Regions from separate parts of the Mus musculus genome. Here all the other regions are linked to region 1. The links are chromatin contacts, called in public HiChIP or PLAC-seq and promoter capture Hi-C maps. All regions are on one chromosome and are shown on one strand. Each heading gives the region's core, a stretch centred on a gene start, on an enhancer-like site or on the middle of the called end of the contact. The rest is flanking DNA. Distances are from core to core; before and after follow the strand shown. Region 1 holds the start of Drd5 (dopamine receptor D5). Region 2 overlaps Clnk (cytokine-dependent hematopoietic cell linker). Region 3 holds the start of Zfp518b (zinc finger protein 518B). Region 4 has its middle 37 kb from the start of Wdr1.

Region 1 (4,641 bases), core at 1,483-3,982:
TGCAAGGGAGTCTGGTGCCATCGTTGCAGAGTACCATGATGTCTGTCCAAGGTCAGCTGGAGCTGACTCTCATGAGAAGGGTGATGGGGACTGCCATGAATGTTGCAGAGATGGCCATGTGCATCCAAAATTATGATGATGGTGTTGAAAGGGAGGGTTAGAGATTTAAACAGCAGTCATCTGGTGCTTGGCACACAGTTCAGTGTCTTCACCATGGCAACGGGGCTCACCCCCTTCTCAGCCTTCTCACACCTTCGATTTCTCTTGGGAGCTGTGCTGTAGGAGCCCTGCTGACCTTTGTGCTTTTTCCCAGGCAAGCTCATTCTGCCTCCGGGCCTTTGCATCAGCCTGTCTTCTCTTCGAGGGTGCTTTGCTTCACTAAATCTCTCTCATCTTTCTGATTGGCAAGAGGCTTTTCTGACCCCTCATTTTTGAAGCAACTTGTCCCTCCAGTCTACATACTCTCAGTTTTGCTTCCTGGATAGCACTTAGCACAAACAAAAACTGCCTTATTTTGAAATTAAATTGTTACGACTATTATTTATTTATTTTTTTTGGTGCTGTGGATTGAACCCCAGGCCTCATGCACTCCTGTTCTGTCACGGAGATACACCCTCAATCCAAACCTCTTATTATTTGTCTCTTCTTAGAAGCCAAGGCCCAGATGGGAATGAGCAGGTCTATGGTTCTCTCTTTATCCCCAAGGCCTAAGCAAGATCTATAGGTTGTAGCTGTGCCTCTGACATGAACAGCAGTTTTGTGGACATTGGGAAACAGAGTCCATGGTTGATCTGGTTCTCTCTTGCTTCTCTGTGCAAAACTTTTCCTTCTATGACGTGAATTGCTGTACCTCTCCCATCAGCAAGTGCTTGGGTGTCAATGGATGATGGAGCTGCAGATTTTTAAAGCATCTGTGAAAAAAATAAATTTGTTTATTGAGCATATACCATATTGCAAGCCTGAAAGCTCATAGATATCAGTTTTATGCACATATCTCATCAATCTGTCTATCTGTCCAAGTATCTACACTAGAACCTCATATCTAGTAGTTGCTCAATAAATGGCTGGATGTTGAGCCTATTTCTAACAATCATAGGTCTTTTCCAGCATCATGAGGGACTGACTGCTCTCCAGCATGTCCTGGTCGTGGTAGAGGCCAGCTCAGGTTTGGAAATCCCCATCTGACCCATCTGTGTTCTGTGGTGACTGATCTTTCTTTGGAGTAGTACTGTTGCCTTCTCAAACACAGGTCAAACTTGGAGGAACCTCAGGAGAAGCAACAGGAGCTATGGGCGGAGACAAGCAAGCACAAACCGGGGAGCTATCTGATATGCCTGGCCAAAGGGGAGCTGTTGGGAACTTCTCTGTCGGGAGGAACCATGCTAGAATCTATCCAACCAAAAAGCAGAATGAGAACTCTGCTTGTGGTTGAGTGGAGGGTGGGCTTGTGACCAGGGCAGGTCAGTGCCTCTGAGGCTGGGATGGTGATACCTTAATGAAACCAGAGACAAGGCCACCAGCCACAGAGAGGAGAGGCACGAGTGAAGGATGACTGTCCAGTTCGCGCTCTGGCACGCGGACAGGTGGTCTGTCCGTCTCCCCCAGCAGAAAGATGGGAGCAAGGTGAAAGATGCAAAGGTATTGGAGGTTCAGATGCAAGGGCCCCAGGGAGATGCTCAAAGCGCAAGTGCTTCTGGGAGGAGGGCAAGCAGCGGGAACAGGAGGCAACACCTGCAGGGGAAGAGCAACCAACCGTCAGGTGCTTGCTTTCACTTCATCTGAGCTCAACACCACCAGGGAGAGAGGAACATCTCGAGACTTGTGTGTGAGAGAAGTGCTAAGGCCTGGGAACACTGCTCTCTCTCCACTCTTTCCCCACAGTCCTCCCCCGCCCCCACTTTCCCTCTCCAGGTTGGGTTCTTACAGTTTTAAGTTTCTGTGAAACACACTGAATCATCAGCCCCCTCCACCCCCTCCCTGCCCCTTCAGTAAATTGAGAACGTCTGAAATTAGGAAAGGAGAGAAAGGAGGGGTGATCTTGAGGAGGCCTGAGTCTCAGGCGTGAGGGGAGGAGGTGGGATTAGGGGATACTCTCACCGGATTACCTTCTGGGTGATTCTCTCAAATCCTTGCGCACCCAGGAAGGGGACCTTTTTGTCTCTCTTTCTAGGAGAAGAAACCAAGAACCAGAAAAGCTGAGTAGAGAATTCAGGGTCCTGTGACCCAGAATAGGGGTTTGGGATAAGGTTGTGACATCGAAGGCCTTCCCCTTATTCTCCAAGTCTGGTTTGTCTAGAGGCCTCTGCGATCCACTTCTTCACCCAGAGGTGGTCCAGGAGAGGCACCTGGTGTTTGGGAGAAGCCAGTTCCTGGGCTTGGGGCGAGGGTATGGCACCGAGGCCACTCTCGGATCTGTGTGTGGCCTCTAAAGTTGGAAGAAGACAGCAGAGTCACAATTCCAGGACGCAGGTGGGAGGGCGCGCGGGCCGCAGAAGCGTGGCTGATAGGAGCGGGCGGGCGCCCGTGCCGTGGCAGCCACCGCGCTAGAGAGATCGCCCGGTGCCCGCGACTCTGGACCCCGCCCCCGTTGGCGGCCGCTCTGCGTTTCTACGACTCAGAACCAGACGCAGCGGCAGCCGCCGTCCGGCGCGCTGCCGACAGGATCGGCCCGCGAGCACCGGTCGCTTCCTGTCCCATCCTGGGGACTAGAGGCGCGCAAGACTGATACCATTAAAGGATCCCAAGCAGTGCAGGGTGAGCGCCCCTCGGGTCTGGGGACGGTCAGCTGCAGGGCCGGGAGCACCCTCTGGGGTGCCCGATGGGGCCTTCCGCGGGGCGCAGGGGCGAAGTTGGGATCGCACGCAGTGAGCCCGAGCTACCCAGCGCGACATGCTGCCTCCTGGGCGCAATGGCACCGCACATCGGGCGCGGCTGGGGTTGCAGAGGCAACTGGCGCAGGTGGACGCCCCCGGGGGCTCAGCAGCCCCACTGGGACCCGCGCAGGTGGTCACCGCTGGCCTCCTGACTCTCTTAATCGTCTGGACCTTGCTCGGCAACGTCCTAGTGTGTGCTGCTATCGTCCGCAGCCGCCACCTGCGCGCCAAAATGACCAACATCTTCATCGTATCTCTGGCCGTCTCAGACCTCTTCGTGGCATTGCTGGTCATGCCTTGGAAGGCCGTGGCTGAGGTGGCCGGGTACTGGCCCTTTGGGGCATTCTGCGACATCTGGGTGGCCTTTGACATCATGTGCTCCACTGCTTCCATCCTGAATCTGTGTATCATCAGCGTGGACCGGTACTGGGCTATTTCCAGACCCTTCCGCTACGAGCGCAAGATGACCCAGCGTGTAGCCCTGGTCATGGTGGCCCTGGCCTGGACCTTGTCCATCCTCATCTCCTTTATCCCGGTCCAACTCAATTGGCACAGAGACAAGGCAGGCTCCCAGGGCCGAGAGGGCCTGCTGTCCAATGAGACACCCTGGGAGGAAGGTTGGGAGCTAGACGGGAGAACAGAGAACTGTGACTCCAGCCTGAACCGAACCTACGCCATCTCCTCGTCGCTCATCAGCTTCTATATCCCGGTAGCCATCATGATAGTGACCTACACGCGCATCTACCGCATTGCACAGGTTCAGATCCGCCGTATCTCCTCCCTAGAAAGGGCAGCTGAGCATGCTCAGAGTTGCCGGAGCCGTGGGGCCTGCGAACCTGACCCCAGCCTGCGAGCATCCATCAAGAAGGAGACCAAGGTCTTCAAAACCCTGTCCGTGATCATGGGGGTCTTCGTGTGCTGCTGGTTGCCTTTCTTCATCCTGAACTGTATGGTTCCCTTCTGCAGCAGTGGAGATGCCCAGGGCCCAAGGACTGGCTTCCCTTGTGTCAGCGAGACCACCTTCGACATATTCGTCTGGTTTGGCTGGGCCAACTCCTCTCTCAACCCCATCATCTATGCCTTTAATGCAGACTTCCGGAAGGTGTTCGCCCAGCTGCTGGGGTGCAGCCACCTCTGCTTCCGGACCCCCGTGCAGACGGTAAACATCAGTAATGAACTTATTTCCTACAACCAAGACACGGTCTTCCACAGGGAGATCGCTGCTGCCTATGTCCACATGATCCCAAATGCGGTGTCCTCCGGAGACAGGGAGGTGGGAGAGGAGGAGGAGGCGGAGGAGGAGGGGCCTTTCGATCACATGTCTCAAATCTCTCCAACGACCCCAGATGGTGACCTGGCTGCTGAGTCTGTCTGGGAGCTTGACTGTGAGGAGGAGGTTTCCTTAGGCAAAATCTCACCACTCACCCCCAATTGTTTCCATAAAACTGCTTAGAAACACCCTCATGGGCATGTACAGTTGTGGCCATATTTACAAGCATGCACAAATGCGCGCGCACACGCACACAAATATACACACTCCTGGTGTGCTTATGCTTTCTGTAGTCCTGCTGCGTAGAAACCAAACGATTCTTAGCTGAGAAAATGAATGAGCAGAGGCTGTTGGAATAAACTCAGATATTCTGGGCACAGAAGAGAGTTCCCTTTAGAGACGAGAAAGTGGAACCTGGTCCTTTAAGAAGTACACCTCAATTTACCCTTTCTAACAGAGGCTTGTTCTGTGACTTGCACCTGGGTTGCTTTTTAAATG
Region 2 (4,641 bases), core at 775-3,274, 430 kb after region 1:
TGGCTCAAGATTCTCTCCACCCCCATGCAAGGGAAGAGTGGGGACTGAAGTGATGCTTTGTCTGTCCTGATCTCATGAGGCTGGGCAGCTAGGTGTACCTGCAAGATGCTCTGTCTGGGTTTTGGAAAAAAAAGAAGAGCATATCATGTTGGTATTTAGGGAGGAAGAGTCTGGGAAGAAAGAGCAGTCAGTGTAGAGACACTTCTACAGAAATGGGTACCTTCATGGTAATCAGAAGGTTCTAGGTTACTGTTAGGCATTTACTAACATTGTATAACACTATATGCCTGATGCATGTTTGGCCAGCTTGGTCTTGGGCTGGTGAAATGGCTCAGCAGGGAAAGGTACTTGCTGTCAAGGCTGAAGACCTGAGTTTTATCCCGAGGCTCCAACTAGTAGAAATAGAGGATCAACTCCCGTACGTTATCCTCTGGCCTCCCAAGCACACTGTGGTAGGTGCACACTACCCACCATAAATAAGCAAATGTAAAAAATGGAAGTTATTTGCGCCAAATGTGTGTACTAAGAAAGGAAGATGAATGGAGGGAGTTTTGCTGACCACGGAAGGACTGTCTGACGATGTGAATGGATGGAGGCTTGCTGGATCTTGTTCACAGAGCTTCCAAGGCCAAATGCCTGTGCTTCTCTGTTTCAGGAGCTGGTACAAATCATTTAAATTAACAGCAAAACAAAATGATTAAATTCATAAAAATCGATTTCATATGTATGAGTGCTTTGGTTGTGTGTTGTCAGTGTGTCACGTGTGTGCTGTGTCTGTGGAGGCCTCAGAGCCCCTGGGACTGAGCTACCATGTGGGTGCTGGGGATCAAACCTGGTTCCTCTGAAAGAGTAGCTAGTGCTCTTAATCTCTGAACCATTGCTCCAGTCCCACAAATGTGATTTTTAATGTCTTACCGAGGAGGTGGCAAAGGAGTCTGTGAAAGGAAACAGAACCAGGAGTTAAATTCACTATTTTTTGGGCAGGACCACTGATTAAAATTTTCCTCCTCCCCCTCCCCTCCCCTCCCCTCCCCTCCCCTCCCCTCCCCTCCCCTCCCCTCCCCTCCCCTCCCCTCCCCTCCCCTCCCCTCCCCTCCTCTGTTCTCCCCTCCCCTCCCCTCCCCTCCTCTGCCCTCCCTCCTCCTCCTCTCTTCTCCCCTCCCCTCCCCTTCCCTCCCCTCCCCTCCCCCTCCCCTCCCCTCCCTTCCCCTCCCCTCTCCTCCTCCTCCTCCTCCTCCTCCTCCTCCTCCTCCTCCTCCTCCTCCTCCTCCTCCTCCTCTTCTTCTTCTTCTTCTTCTTCTTCTTCTTCTTCTTCTTCTTCTTCTTCTTCTTCTTCTCCCTTCTTTCTTCCCCCAAATTCTCCCTTCTTTCTTCCCCCTTCTTCTTCCCCCTTCTTATCTTTCTTCCCCCTTCTTTCTCCTTTTCTTTCTTCCCCCTTCCTTCTTCCCACTTCCTTCTTCCCCTTTCCTTCTTCCCCCTTCCTTCTTCCCACTTCCCACTTCCTTCTTCCCCCTCTCCCCCCTCCCTTCTCCCTTCTCTCTTTTCTCTTCTCCCTCCTCCTCCTCTTCCTCCTCCTCTTCCTTCTTCTTCTTCTCCTCCTCCCCTCCTCCTCTTATTCTTTTGTTTAGGACCAGAGGACGGAGGACGAAGGAGCGAGGACTTATGCTTGCCAGGCAAGCACTCTACCACTGAGCTAAATCCCCAACCCCAGAATGTTTTGATTTACCAATGAAAAGGAAAAAATGATTGAAATCCCAGAACACGGTTTCCCAGTGACATTTAAGCTGCATCTTGCTGTGTCTGTATGTCTGCGCCTTTGAAGAGTAACAAGTACATTTTAATATTTTTCACTTACCTTGTTTATTTTTGTGTATTTGAATCCTAAAACATAAGACAGAGAAGACCATGAGCCCGGTGGAAAACTGGAAAATGTCATCAAATACTCTGGAAAGGACTCTGGACAGCTCAAGCGCGGTGGAGAGCTGGTCTCTGGCAGGTCTTGCCCTTCTCTCCTTTCCCTTTGTCTTGCTAAAACCCATTAGATTACATTCCTAAAGCTAGCCACCAGGGTGCTTTCCCTTCCCTGTTCACTTCCTCCTCCTGAGGCGGACTACCAAGGTCTAGCTATCAGAGCCCCCTCTGGCTCACCCAGTTAACATGCCCAATTAAAATTAAACACATCATAACAGTGTTTGCCATTTTACCTTTATAAACTGTTATTTTTCTATGTGCCACATTTGCCTCCTCTCTGTCCTCTGTCTCCCAGTGACAAATACCCCTCCTCCCTCTTGCTTGTTTCCTTCTGCTTCTTTCTTATCCTCTTTTTTTCTGTCTTTGTCTCTTATTCCCTGGCCTCTGTCCCTTTGGGCCAAATAAATGTCCTAAGTGCTGAGAACTTGGTCTTGGGGGTTGTGAGCCAATTCTTTTCCTTTCAATGCTTACATATGCTTCTATAGAAACCACTCCTATATTCAGTAAGATTGACGGCACTCTTAATGATACTTATTGGGATCTGATCAGTTGCCAGGCATGATGCTGAACCCTTTAGTGTAGGGATCTATTGCATTCCCACCCACCCTATCAGAATGAAGCATTTAAGATGCGGGGAAATTAAACATTCCACAAGCTAGAGAAACAGAAGCAGATCACTGTGAGTGGTGTGACTCTTAAGGACCCACGAACATCACCCTCTCACTATCCCTCATCCTTACTCTTGGAAACCACCTTGCACTTCCTGCTACTATGAGCTATGCAGTTTCACGTTTATCTATGTGACTGCGTGCAGCATTGCATCTGTCTGTGTCTTTGTCTCACCCAGTGTATTGTCTCCAGACCCATATATGTAGTCACAAATGGTAGGCTTCCCTCCCTTGTGGGACTGAGTAAAACTCCATTGTATAGATGTATACTGTCTTTTTACCCAGGCAGGACAGACAGATTGCTTCCATGGTTTGCTTTATGGATAATGCTGTAGGGAGATGGAGTGGACATGGCTCTTCAAGATCCTAACAATGCCTTGGATGGATACGACAGGTTGTATTCTTGGGTTGCAGGATCTGATTTTACGTTTTAGAGGAAATACTATACTGTATACTGAAACACTATGCCCAGATGACTATGCCAGCATGAGTTCTTGCCAACAGCAGGCACTGCCCTGCACCTTGTGATGTCACTTTAGATGGGGAGCTCATACTTAAAGCATCCTTCCTCATTCTAGGAAGCTTTCATAGTAAGCATGGTAGACCTTCCTGATGCCACGTGTGTCTATTCTGTGTCTCTATTAGAATTCTGGGCTTTCTCAGGCATTGTTTAGTATTCTTGCCACTCTCGTAAAATTTTAGTAGTAATTCTATGAACAACAGCAACAAACCACAGGTGTCCAGCGCGTGGCCTCGGGCTGCTTGTGGTACAGGGTAGCTTGCTATGTTGCAGTGTCATGCGACATAAATGTACGTCTGCACTCACAAGCCACGAGCCTCAGGTTGGACATGGATTTCCTGTGCAGTTCAAAACAATGAAATTTCTTTGCCGTGTGTTGCATAGAAAAACCAAAGGCCTGGGCACCCCTACACCCTGTCAGCTACAGCAAGCAGGTATGCCCGCAAGTACCCAGTGCTAGGGGCTGCTCCACACTGCTGGTTTATCCATCAACATCCCACAAGGCAAATGGTCTGGGTGACCTTAAGGGTAAGCACACTGAATCACACAGGTGAAGGAACTCATCGCATGGCTATCAGCTCTTGAGACAATTCAGCTAAAATCCTGCAAGGTTCTTTATTTTCCAGCAGGGGGGCCTTGTTTAATAAGCAGCAGCAGGCACAGAGCCTCCATGGGCTGCACCGGGTCCTCTGAGTATATATCATAGCTTTCAGTTTAGTATTTTCATGGGGGCTCCCGAGTGTGTGAACGGATGGGTCTCTGTTTCTTGTGTGTTCTCTTGAAGCTCTTTTCCTTCTGTTGGTTTGTTTTGTCCAACTTCAATGTGATCATTTTTGTTTTATCTTATATACTGCTTTGTTGTTTATTAAAACATTACTAATTTTTAAAAACTTTGAGGCACAACTTTTGGTGCACACTTAGGTTCTACTGTGCAATAGGAGGCCGGGGGGGGGGGGAATTTTGGTTACTTTTCCGATGAAGTCCACAGATGCTCTCTCCAGTGCTGGGAAGAGTTTCTTGTCACTCAGACCAGAGGACCTACAGGGTCTACCTTGAGGAATTTCCCCTCCTAGTGTGAGGAGGTGGCTGGCATGTCTGCCCTCTAGTGGCCAATGCTGTAATCGGCAGACTGGTCCTTCCATTTTCAAAGTTTGGTGCTCCCAGCTCCAGCCAGGGGTCTTGTTTCTGAGGAGTGATTGGGGAAGAAAGAGTACAGAGCATATCTGTGGAAGCTAACTGGGCCTGGGCCTGACTATTTTAGTGCCTAACCCTGAGGAATCTAATGGCATAGTGTTATGTGAGGTTGAAGCAGAGCTTCCTAGAGAGCGGGAGGCATTTGAGGTCTGTTTGAGAAGGGCGAATGTGAGAAGTGGCTTGCAGTACACTGTAAGACCTGGATATTAAATGGGCAAGGGTTCTGTAAGCTGGTGTTAAACACAACCATTGTTAAAAATAGATCATAGACTTGTGCACTCAAAACAA
Region 3 (4,641 bases), core at 1,585-4,084, 370 kb after region 1:
GGAACCATCTGAATTTTAGGAAAGCGGGGGGATGGCAAGAAAAACTGCCACTCTGTAGACCTCACACCGAAGGTGCGGGCAGGCCACTGCCTTTAGAGTAGTGAGGTGTCTAAACTCGTAAGAGTCAAGGCCTTGCCACTGACCTGTAGCACAACCTTGGGAATACCAAGGTCTTTGAGAGGTAGACTCTCAGCAATCAGAATGTCCCTGCTCTCCCGCCACAGGGTCTGGGCACGGCTAAGTGCAAACAGCACAGACGAGAACTGTGCTAGGCCACCCCTGGATGGGTTGCTGTCCCTAAGGAGTCTAAGTGGAGCCAGAAGTAAATGGGCAAGTTCAATGTGGATCCTGTTATCAGGAAGCCGACTGAGAGCTCTCAATTGCTGGCTGATTGCCTATGCTGCAGTACCTTGCTTGGCCTTAGTCATGAAGGCTGCCCGTAGGAGCAGGTTCATATGGTCCTAGACAAGCTTTGAAACAAAACTTCAATTACCTGCTTCTTTTAAAACGAAGGGCCAGGAGATGGTATGTGGCTTTTTCTAGGTCACACTGAGGTGGAAAGTGGTGGCAGGCAGCATCCAGCTAACACTCCCGTCTTGTGAGCAGAGGTTACAGCCAGGATTCCTGGCCTCTTGGGCACTGCTTTTCCAGGCCCAGAAGTCAAGAGTGTGGCAAGTCTCTATGGCTCTTCCTTTTCTTTCAGGCCTTGTTAGCCACCGAGGACAAGTCTCAGGACTTCAGGCCCGTGGTGTAGACATCTATGCTTGGAAGCCAGGGCTGCGCCAACGGGCCTGCAACAGAGTCAGACACTTGGGTGTAAGTCTGGGATCTGCAAGATGTGGTCTCTTGGATATATTTATTGAAGAAAGGGCAAAACAAATCAACCTTCTAAACGCTTCTCAACGGCAGCCAGTCTAAGCTTAAAAAGGAGGGCTTCCTGGGAACCTAAACGAAATGGAGGGCTTCCTTGCTGGAGTGGGGCTCACGGCTGATTCAGAAGCCTTCCCAGGCTACCCTGTGTTACCCGCTCCTACCCATGACCCTACCCATGAAGGGACAGTAGTCTGGATTAGATAGTCTCCAGCCACTTTTCTGCAGGTGGCTGCGTTTGCAGGGTAGCAACAGCATGCAGTGGAGATCAAAGGCACTTTAGGAACAATCAAGGCAGGGAGAATCCTCACTGGGAAGGACCCCCACTTACCACAGTGTCAGCAGACTTGGTCATGAAAGGCCGGCCATTGCATTGACTCAGAGGATCCAGGAGTGCCTAAGGAAAATGGCAGCCCTGGCAGTGACAATTATGAACCTGCCCTTTGTTCTGCCTCTTGCACACACACACTGTCCCAGACCCTCTTACTTAATGGCAGATAGACAAGAAAGAAAATATAGCTTTCTTTAAGTGGGCTGAAAATTAATGACTGCCATCCAGAGGAAGCCAGGAGAGAAGGCAAAGCCCCCCTTTAGTCTTCAACAGCCACCAGCATAACAGGGCCGGATACATCAGATGCCCCTGCCAGGGCTAACATAACAGATTCAAGAGAAAAACATATTTTAAATAAATGCACGCCTTCGATAAGGATAATGCCTGCAATTTAAAAGGCTGAATATGGCACTCCAAGCATATTAATATTTCTGGGCTTCCAGAATCCTTGGGAAGGGCATACTCTCCGGTATAGTCCTGGACTGGGCTTAACTTTGTATGTGTGACTTAGCGGGACTGAGACACCTTCCCAAGCTAGCTGGCTACTCTTCTGTAGCAAGTGTTGCAAGCTCAGGGTGCTCGGGGAATTGTCTTCGAAGGTGATTTCAACTCTAAACTTAAGGTGTAATGTTTTAAGAGCTCAAACACAACATTGAGTTTGGGTTGGTAGGCTATTTTTCAATAGGACAACGTGCTTGATGGTTCACTTTTAAAAATTGATAAATATTGTTGGTATTCTATATTTTTTAATAGCAGAAGTAATTTAATGGGGGTAGATCAAATACCCAACAAACAAGAGGAGTTTGGTATTTCCGATCTTTTGGTTTTCCCTTTTCGGGTCATAAACTTTGCATTGGTTCTTTCTCCTTTTCTGCACCCTTTCCTTAGCCTTAATCTGCACCCAATCTCTTAACTCCAGGCAACAGGATCAAACTGAAAGGCTGCGATGGAGCTGTCGTGCAAAAGGTGACATCAAGACTCATCCCACCCAGAATCAGGTCTTCTGTGGACAGGCCCACCCCGACACCCGCTCCAAAGACAATGCCAGCGTGGTCCTCAAGTTTATTGTTGGCGCGCTCGCAGGGATGCACGCTCTGCCCGGCGAGGCCAGGGCGCCTTGTGGCGCTGAGCGAGGTGCGAGTGCGAGAGTCGCACCGTCGCGTCCCCTCAGGGCCGGCCGGTCACAGATGGGGTGTCTTCCAAACGCTGAAAGCCAAAGCCGCGTCAAGCCAGTCTCAGAGGCCGAGAGGCTTTAAAAATGGCCTCCTGACGACACTTCCTGCTCGGGGCCGAGGCATCTTTTAAAAAGCCGGCTCAACCGCCCGGCGCGACAAGTCGCGGGGCTGAGCCGGCGCTGCACAAAGGCCGCAGGGTGGGCCGTGGGTCTCCGACCCGATCCGCCTAGCCCGGAGGCGCGCACGCGGAACCGTGGAGCCACGCCCGGCCGCGCCCGCCCAGGTCCCTACCGCCCCGCACCACCACTCACCCGGACGCCGCGGCACCGCACGGTCCCAGATCCCAGCGGACGGACAGGCGTCTAGACCGCCGGCTACCGCCCGCAGACCGCCGCCGCCGCGCCCGCTGTAGGTCCCTACCCGGGGGGGCGGAGTCGGGCCGGCGGCGCGCGTGCGCAATGCGGCGCGACTGCAGCGGAGAGGCGGGCGCCTGAGGTTGCCCCTTCACTGCCCCTGGGCTGTGGGCTCTGAGCTTGGGGGCGATCGCACCCACTGGGTGCAGTGTTTGCATCCCTCCGTCCTGCACACTCTGCAGCTTCCTCTGCAAAGAACTGAGTGCGTTTCTCTTTGGGTTCAATGGACTATCCATGGGCGCCTGGCCCTCCTTGGGTCCTGCGGAGGGTGGATTTGGTGCCTGCCCTCAAGGAGCTTGAAGTTCTACAGTTAAGTAAGTGAAGCGACAACAAATGGGCTCAAGTCTTCAGCCATCACAGCTTCAAGGGGCGCCCTAGTGAAGGAGATGGGCCTGCAGCCCTAGATTTGGATACAGCTAGCAGCTGGCTTAGGCATAGAAGCTTCGACGAAGTCATTTCTAAAGCTAAGGAAGATCATATTTGAAGGCTAAGGCCTCATCTCGTGCACGTTGTGACAGTCAGCAGGGAAAGGATTGATGGAGAGACAGTCAGAAGATGCTATGAGCTCATTTAGTGTGTGGGAGTTTGTGTCTATCTCCTAAGTTTCAATGTCTGCAGGTAAATGGTCCCTTTTCACATTAGGTTCATACCTACAGTCTACTGGATAAAAGACAGTCTTAAATAGTCCCACTCTGAGGGAAGAAGGGAATCATAAGGCTAGTGGGCTCACAATAAGTGAAGAAGGGAATCATAAGGCTAGTGGGCTCACAATAAGTGAAGAAGGGAATCATATGGCTAGTGGGCTCACAACAAGTGACTTTGATGCTGCTTCCCAAAAAACCAAAACTGTCCCTCAGCAAGGTTGCATGGGAGCAGCGTCACTGTGAAGTGCAGATCCTTCATGGGCAATAGGCAGACGATTCCTTCAAAGCTCTGCAAAAGAAGCCAAGACTGGACTCCAGTTCCTTCCTCTGGGTGGGTGGCAAAGATCAGCGCCTAGATGTCAGTTGGATGCTGGAAAGAGATGGCGGGCTTTGGCAAAATCCAACCTGGAGGAGTGGAGTTTGGGAAGAAGAGGTAGTCACAATGCCAGCTGCTGGGCAAGCTCCCAGCCCCTGAAAGAGCAGGTACCAGACATAGAAAGTCTGGGCAGAGATTCTTTGCCTTGCTCTATGAGACAATGCCTTTGACCACACCCTAAGCTATCTTCCTGTTTTAGGGTCTTATTGCTGTGAACAGACACAAGGCAACTCTTTTTTTTTTTCCCCTGAGACAGGGTTTCTCTGTATAGCCCTGGCTGTCCTTTGTAGACCAGGCTGGCCTCGAACTCAGAAATCCACCTGCCTCTGCCTCCCAAGAACTAGGATTAAAGGCGTGCGCCACCACCGCTCAGCACAGGGCAACTCTTATAAGAACAACATTTAATTGGGGCTGGTGTACAGGTTCAGAGGCTCGGTCCTTTATCATCAAGATGGGAACATGGCAGCATCCAGGCAGGCATGGTGCAGGAGGAGCTGAGAGTTCTACATCTTCATCTGAAGGCAGCTAGCAGAATACGGACATCCAGAGTGGGAGTCTAAAGCCCACACCCGTAGTGACACACCTACTCCAACAAGGCCACATGTCCAAATTGTGCCACTCCCTGGGCCAAGCATATTCAAAACATGACACCACCTATTCCTCTTTTCTCTTTCTCCTGCTAAATAAACTAAAGGACCCGCTCTCCAGAAACAAAAACAAATAGGTTCAAAGTTCAGAGACTCCCTCAAGAGTAGGCTAATGATAAGTAGAACATTGGGAATATGTCCTGATCATGCCTGAGAACTTCTAGTGACACAAAGAACTCACTCAG
Region 4 (4,641 bases), core at 644-3,143, 280 kb after region 1:
TAGAACAGACATTCTGAGGGTGTGGAAGCTCACATCGGATTTTACATTACTACTGAATATATTTTTATGAACTTATCCACTACCAACATTCTTTCACCCCCCCCCCAAAAAAAACCATGACCATTAAGAATAAGAAAACAATTGACTTTATCTCTTCTTCCAGGAGTTAAGGGTTCATTTCTGGGCCACAATTTTTCACAGCAAATATTATTGCTTAAGGGATCTCTCAATTTGATTGATCTCAAGCTTATTTCCAATGTTTGAAAATAAGATTTCTCTGGAGATGTCTGGATCCTTGGAGTTTCCTTGAATCTCTGGTACTGCATATGGGATGACAAGGATAACATCGTTCATATCTTTGCAAAAAATTAGTCATGTCCAGTTAGGTGGCTTTTGTTATCTTTAGAAATATAAAACCATTTGTGTCCCCAGATTGAGTTTCTGGTTTCTCACCAACTTCTTCTGGTCAGTGTAGCTGAGAAAGACACTTTTCCCTTTCTGGTGGAGACTACTTATTGTGTGATCTTATTTATGTATTTAGTCCTTTTTAAAAGCAAAGATGATAGTGTCCCTTTCTGTCACTGAGCATGGGATGCTCCTAGGAAGACTTGAGCCAGGAGAGGTGTGGTATTAAATACTGTTACAATATTCAATTAAACTGCTTTGTAATTCCTGGTGTGTGCACACAGGCTTCTCGCTATTACCCCAATGTTCTGGATTCCTGAAAGAAAGACACACATATACAGACATATATATATATTTGTTTGTTTTTCGAGACAGGGTTTCTCTGTATAGCCCTGGCTGTCCTGGAACTCACTTTGTAGACCAGGCTGGCCTTGAACTCAGAAATCTGCCTGCCTCTGCCTCCCAAGTGCTGGGATTAAAGGTGTGCGCCACCACCGCCTGGCCCAGACTTATATTTTAAATACCTTAAACAGCTTAATGGTTGGGCCACTCCCTAACTCCACGTTAGGCTCACACACACTCCCCTCTGATATTCCTGAGTGAATACTTACTAAATCTGTATTTTATCTTTGCTGCCCTGGACCCTACTAGGCAGCCCTCCTGGGGCTGCTTCCTCCCTGCACCTAGGTGTCGGACTGTCTCATCCTCCTACACCTTTCCGGTGTGACCTGTCTCCTATTCCCTTGTCATCCTGCCCAGCCATTGGCTGCCAGTCAAAAGCCAACTGGGGACAGGCTTCCTTTAGTTTTACATGCAGGACATTGCAAGAAGGTTTTAAGGTAACATAATTAGCATGAGAACACAAGTCGCTTCAGGTACTCTCCTACTGCTGGCAGCATTCTCACAATTGGAAGAACAAATTCCTTCCAGGGAGACTCCGATGCATTTTCAATCTGCAAGCTTGCTATCCCTGTCAAGTAAAGCTTTCAGGCAATGTTTCAAGTTATAATGAATCACAATAAACTAATATGGAATGATTATGCAAGTTAGGTTGCCAGTGGGGAAAGCTCTTTGTTCCAGTGTTCCTAGATTTTTTTTGTGGTTCACCAAAGTTACTTACTTTAAAGCATAATGATAGCACATTATAGACTCTTAAACGCGTTCTCACGACCGGCCAGGAAGAACACAACAAACCAGAATCTTTTGCAGCAAAACTTTATTGCTTACATCTTCAGGAGCAGGAGCGCAAGCCCCAAGCCCCAAAAACAAAAGGCCCCCCGCTTACATCTTTAGGAGCCAGAGCGCCAGCGCGCCAGCGCGCCAGAGCGCAGAGTAAGAGCTCTATTGTTTACATCTTTAGGAGCAAGCGAGCAAGAGCCAGAGCCAGAGAGCAAAAGCGCAAGAGCGCAAGCAAGAGAGAGAATGGCGGAAACCCCGTCCCCTTTAAGAAAAATTATCCTTCACCTAGGACGTATCACTCCCTGATTGGCTGCAGCCCATGGCCGAGTTGTTGCCACGGGGAAGGCAGAGTACATGGGGTAGAGAAATACCCTTGACACATGCACAGATTATTTGTTTACCACTTAAAACACAGGATGTCAGCGCCATCTTGTGACGGCGAATGTGGGGGCGGCTCCCAACAATAGACATGTAAATTTAGGTAAAAAAAAAAAGTTTTGGGATAGTTCTGGGTTTACTCAAGCATCACCAGTCAAATTGAACCCTCATAGACCTTACTTAGGTGGAAACTGAGACAGCTGACAATTTCCAGTTCTCTAGAGGACTTGCTGTATCTGGAACTACTATCAGTTCTTTAAAGGATGAAGTATTTCCCAGACCTTATCATGGTTGGAGATTCTCCAGGAGGTGGAATCTGACAATGTCGTATGCAAGAAACTCAGGATTGTTCTTATGCCTCATGCTTATATAGCTAGGAGATAAAAGGGCAGAGCCAAAGAACCTGACATCCACTATGGGGAAGGGGTTCTACTTCCTTCAGTTGTCCCCATAGGGAACTCTGGAGTATACGTGGCCTCAAGTTGGCCTAAAACTATGACTTGATAACTCCAGGAAGTGGGTGTGAGCTGTTCTTGAAAGGTTTCATTTAGGGGAGTTGGCACTCTGAAGCCAAGACCATTCCTGTCTGAATACATTTTTATGGATGGGGAGAGAGCAAAACACTCCTTGTTGGAGTATGGGGGATGGTGATCTATTTCTTTATCTACTACAATAACATATTATAAACATACCCAGGGCTGGAGAGATGGCTCAGTGGTTAAGAGCACTGACTGATCTTCCAGAGGTCCTGAGTTCAATTCCCAGCAACCACATGGTAGCTCACAACCATCTTTTAGGGGATCTGATGCCCTCTTCTGGTGTGTCTGAAAACAGTGACAGTGTATTCACAGAAATTTAGTAAATAAATTTTAAAAAGAACAAAAACCAAGCATCCATATCTTACCTTAAAGAGAACACTGTGCAGTTTATTAAGCAAAACATGAACCACCAGGTTTATGTTTATGTTGCTACAAAGCCCATGGTCCAATGCTTCATGATGTTCTTATTGTAATAAAACAAAGCCATGAATATTTTTAACCCATTAAGTCTGGCTAAGTGGTGTGTGTGTGTGTGTGTGTGTGTGTGTGTGTGTGTGTGTATGTGTGTGTGTGTGTGTATGTGTGTGTGTGTGCTCCACTGGAGATTGGAGACAATCTTCAAATATGTTGGTTGTCAGAGAAGAAAGGTAAACACAAACTCAGCTAAACCCCCCTTAGATCTACGATGGCAACCTGGCCTGAGTGTGACATGCTGGTGCAATAGTGGTTGGTTATAAACAATGTTTGTGCAAAAACTATGACTGGATTTAAGTCCTACCCCACGAGATAGAAGCTATGCCTGTCATTAGTTGGTGACCAAAACCCCGAGACTAAATAGGCCTAGGGGAAATACCTAGGACAAATACCACCGTCCTGATAAAGTAATGTAGCAATAAAATGACTCCATATGACATTCTGCTATCCCAATTGGTCAGTGTCTCATTCAGCCACCATCAGAGAAGCTTCCTCTTCCAGTAGACGGGAGCTAACAGAGCCACAACTGGACAATGTGCAGAGAGTTGGAGATTGGGATTCTCACTACATGTCCTAAATGGGACATCTTCATCAAACCCCTCTGCTCAGGGTTCAGGGATCTATGTAGAAGATGTGGAAATAGCCTAAGAGCCAGAGAGAAAGAAGGACACTAAGGAAACAGAGTCATCTAGACATCAGGATTGATGCAGATGTCAATTTAGAAACTGTAGTAGCATGCACAGAGCCCACACAGGTCCAAGCCACATGGGTCCCAGCAAGAGGGGGAGGTGGACATGGATTTCCATCCCTAACCAAGAAGCCACTTCCTATTAATAAATGCTTGCAAAGGAAAAAATAACTTCCTTCAAAAGAGTTTCACCGAATATACAAACCACACTAAAGGACTCTAACCCATGCCCAGCAGTAGATGGTCTGTTTGGATTTTGTTTGTTTGTTTGCTTCATCTTGCCTCATTTGAGCAATTTTTAAAAACTCTTACTTACTGGTCTTTTGCTTGTATATTATGGATTCTAATTTTGTGTTTATAGGTTTTGTTTGTATGTTTCTCTGTATGTTTCTTGTGGGGCTTTTCTTTTGTCTATTTGTTTTTAAATTCTATTTTTGTGTGTTTTTTATTTTTGTTTTAATTTGCCAGTTTTCTTTCTGGAGAGAAAGAAGGGGTAGGGTTGGAAGGGTGGTGATGGAGAAGGATCTGGATGGAGATAAAGGAGGGAAAACTAGGATCAGAATATGTTCTATGAAAATAATTATTTATAAACAATGGGGGGGAGAGAGAGAGAGGAGAGAGGAAGAGAAGAGGAGAGGAGAGGAGAGGAGAGGAGAGGAGAGGAGGAGAAGAGGATGAACAGTTCACTGGTGGGAGCATCAGATGGTTCAGATTCAACAAAGCGGGGAGACATGTTAGAGTCCTAAGATACTATTTGATGACATTCTTAGCTTTGGGGTTGATAGAAGCAACATTGTACATCCCAAAATGACTTACTGAATAGTCACAAGACATTAGGTCTTACACACACAATTAGGCAATGAAAAGCTACTTGTGGGGCTAAAGATGCCCAAGATAATTTAGCTCTGGATCTGCAACATTGCAGCCTCTTTATGGAAAATGATACACTAATTAATTTATCAACCTCAGAGTATTCAG

The links. Promoter capture Hi-C pulls out the DNA fragments that hold promoters and counts their contacts. HiChIP or PLAC-seq counts read pairs in DNA pulled down with a chosen protein or histone mark.
Region 2: a promoter capture Hi-C map of embryonic stem cells shows a contact between it and region 1, with 4 times the contacts expected there. The contact joins the enhancer-like site here to the promoter of Drd5 in region 1. A contact is called at or near these places in 4 of 39 promoter capture datasets (the 3T3-L1 cell line, embryonic stem cells, pre-B cells and 1 more), 8 of 484 Hi-C or Micro-C datasets (all in embryonic stem cells) and 2 of 115 datasets of contacts at active chromatin or transcription factors (both in embryonic stem cells).
Region 3: a contact with region 1 is called in an H3K27ac HiChIP or PLAC-seq map of embryonic stem cells, with 5 read pairs. The contact joins the promoter of Zfp518b here to the promoter of Drd5 in region 1. A contact is called at or near these places in 7 of 39 promoter capture datasets (the 3T3-L1 cell line, the C10 cell line, HPC-7-derived erythroid cells and 4 more), 1 of 15 datasets of contacts at CTCF or cohesin (embryonic stem cells), 1 of 484 Hi-C or Micro-C datasets (embryonic stem cells) and 4 of 115 datasets of contacts at active chromatin or transcription factors (embryonic stem cells and stem cell-derived neural progenitor cells).
Region 4: a contact with region 1 is called in a promoter capture Hi-C map of embryonic stem cells, with 2.6 times the contacts expected there. The contact joins the enhancer-like site here to the promoter of Drd5 in region 1. A contact is called at or near these places in 21 of 39 promoter capture datasets (the 3T3-L1 cell line, 3T3-L1-derived adipocytes, the C10 cell line and 13 more), 1 of 15 datasets of contacts at CTCF or cohesin (the NIH/3T3 cell line), 12 of 484 Hi-C or Micro-C datasets (the G1E-ER4 cell line, the HPC-7 cell line, bone marrow-derived macrophages and 9 more), 7 of 115 datasets of contacts at active chromatin or transcription factors (embryonic basal ganglia, embryonic forebrain, embryonic stem cells and 3 more) and 2 of 9 other capture datasets (adipose tissue and liver).

What each region holds. Positions count from the first base shown.
Region 1 is chr5:38,316,777-38,321,417 of GRCm38.p6, forward strand. It overlaps Drd5 (dopamine receptor D5), which reads left to right and starts at 2,733. Exons shown (of 1, transcript NM_013503.3): 1 at 2,733-4,641. The coding sequence starts at 2,890. The coding sequence ends at 4,326. It overlaps Gm26560 (a long non-coding RNA gene), which reads right to left. Exons shown (of 8, transcript XR_868375.3): 6 at 2,106-2,166; 7 at 1,492-1,731; 8 at 554-911.
Region 2 is chr5:38,750,912-38,755,552 of GRCm38.p6, forward strand. It overlaps Clnk (cytokine-dependent hematopoietic cell linker), which reads right to left. Exons shown (of 19, transcript NM_013748.3): 9 at 1,856-1,881; 10 at 916-935. Among named protein-coding and RNA genes, the nearest start is that of Gm22779, 53 kb to the left of the region's middle. Within about 2 kb of position 2,025, at least 5 of the 459 cell types and tissues checked have an H3K27ac peak or open chromatin away from gene starts, as enhancers often do. A contact at or near this core is called in embryonic stem cells, where this site is marked.
Region 3 is chr5:38,681,992-38,686,632 of GRCm38.p6, forward strand. It overlaps Zfp518b (zinc finger protein 518B), which reads right to left and starts at 2,835. Exons shown (of 3, transcript NM_001177902.1): 1 at 2,688-2,835; 2 at 494-791.
Region 4 is chr5:38,596,823-38,601,463 of GRCm38.p6, forward strand. No RefSeq gene overlaps it. Among named protein-coding and RNA genes, the nearest start is that of Wdr1, 37 kb to the left of the region's middle. Within about 2 kb of position 1,894, at least 33 of the 459 cell types and tissues checked have an H3K27ac peak or open chromatin away from gene starts, as enhancers often do. A contact at or near this core is called in embryonic stem cells and stem cell-derived neural progenitor cells, where this site is marked.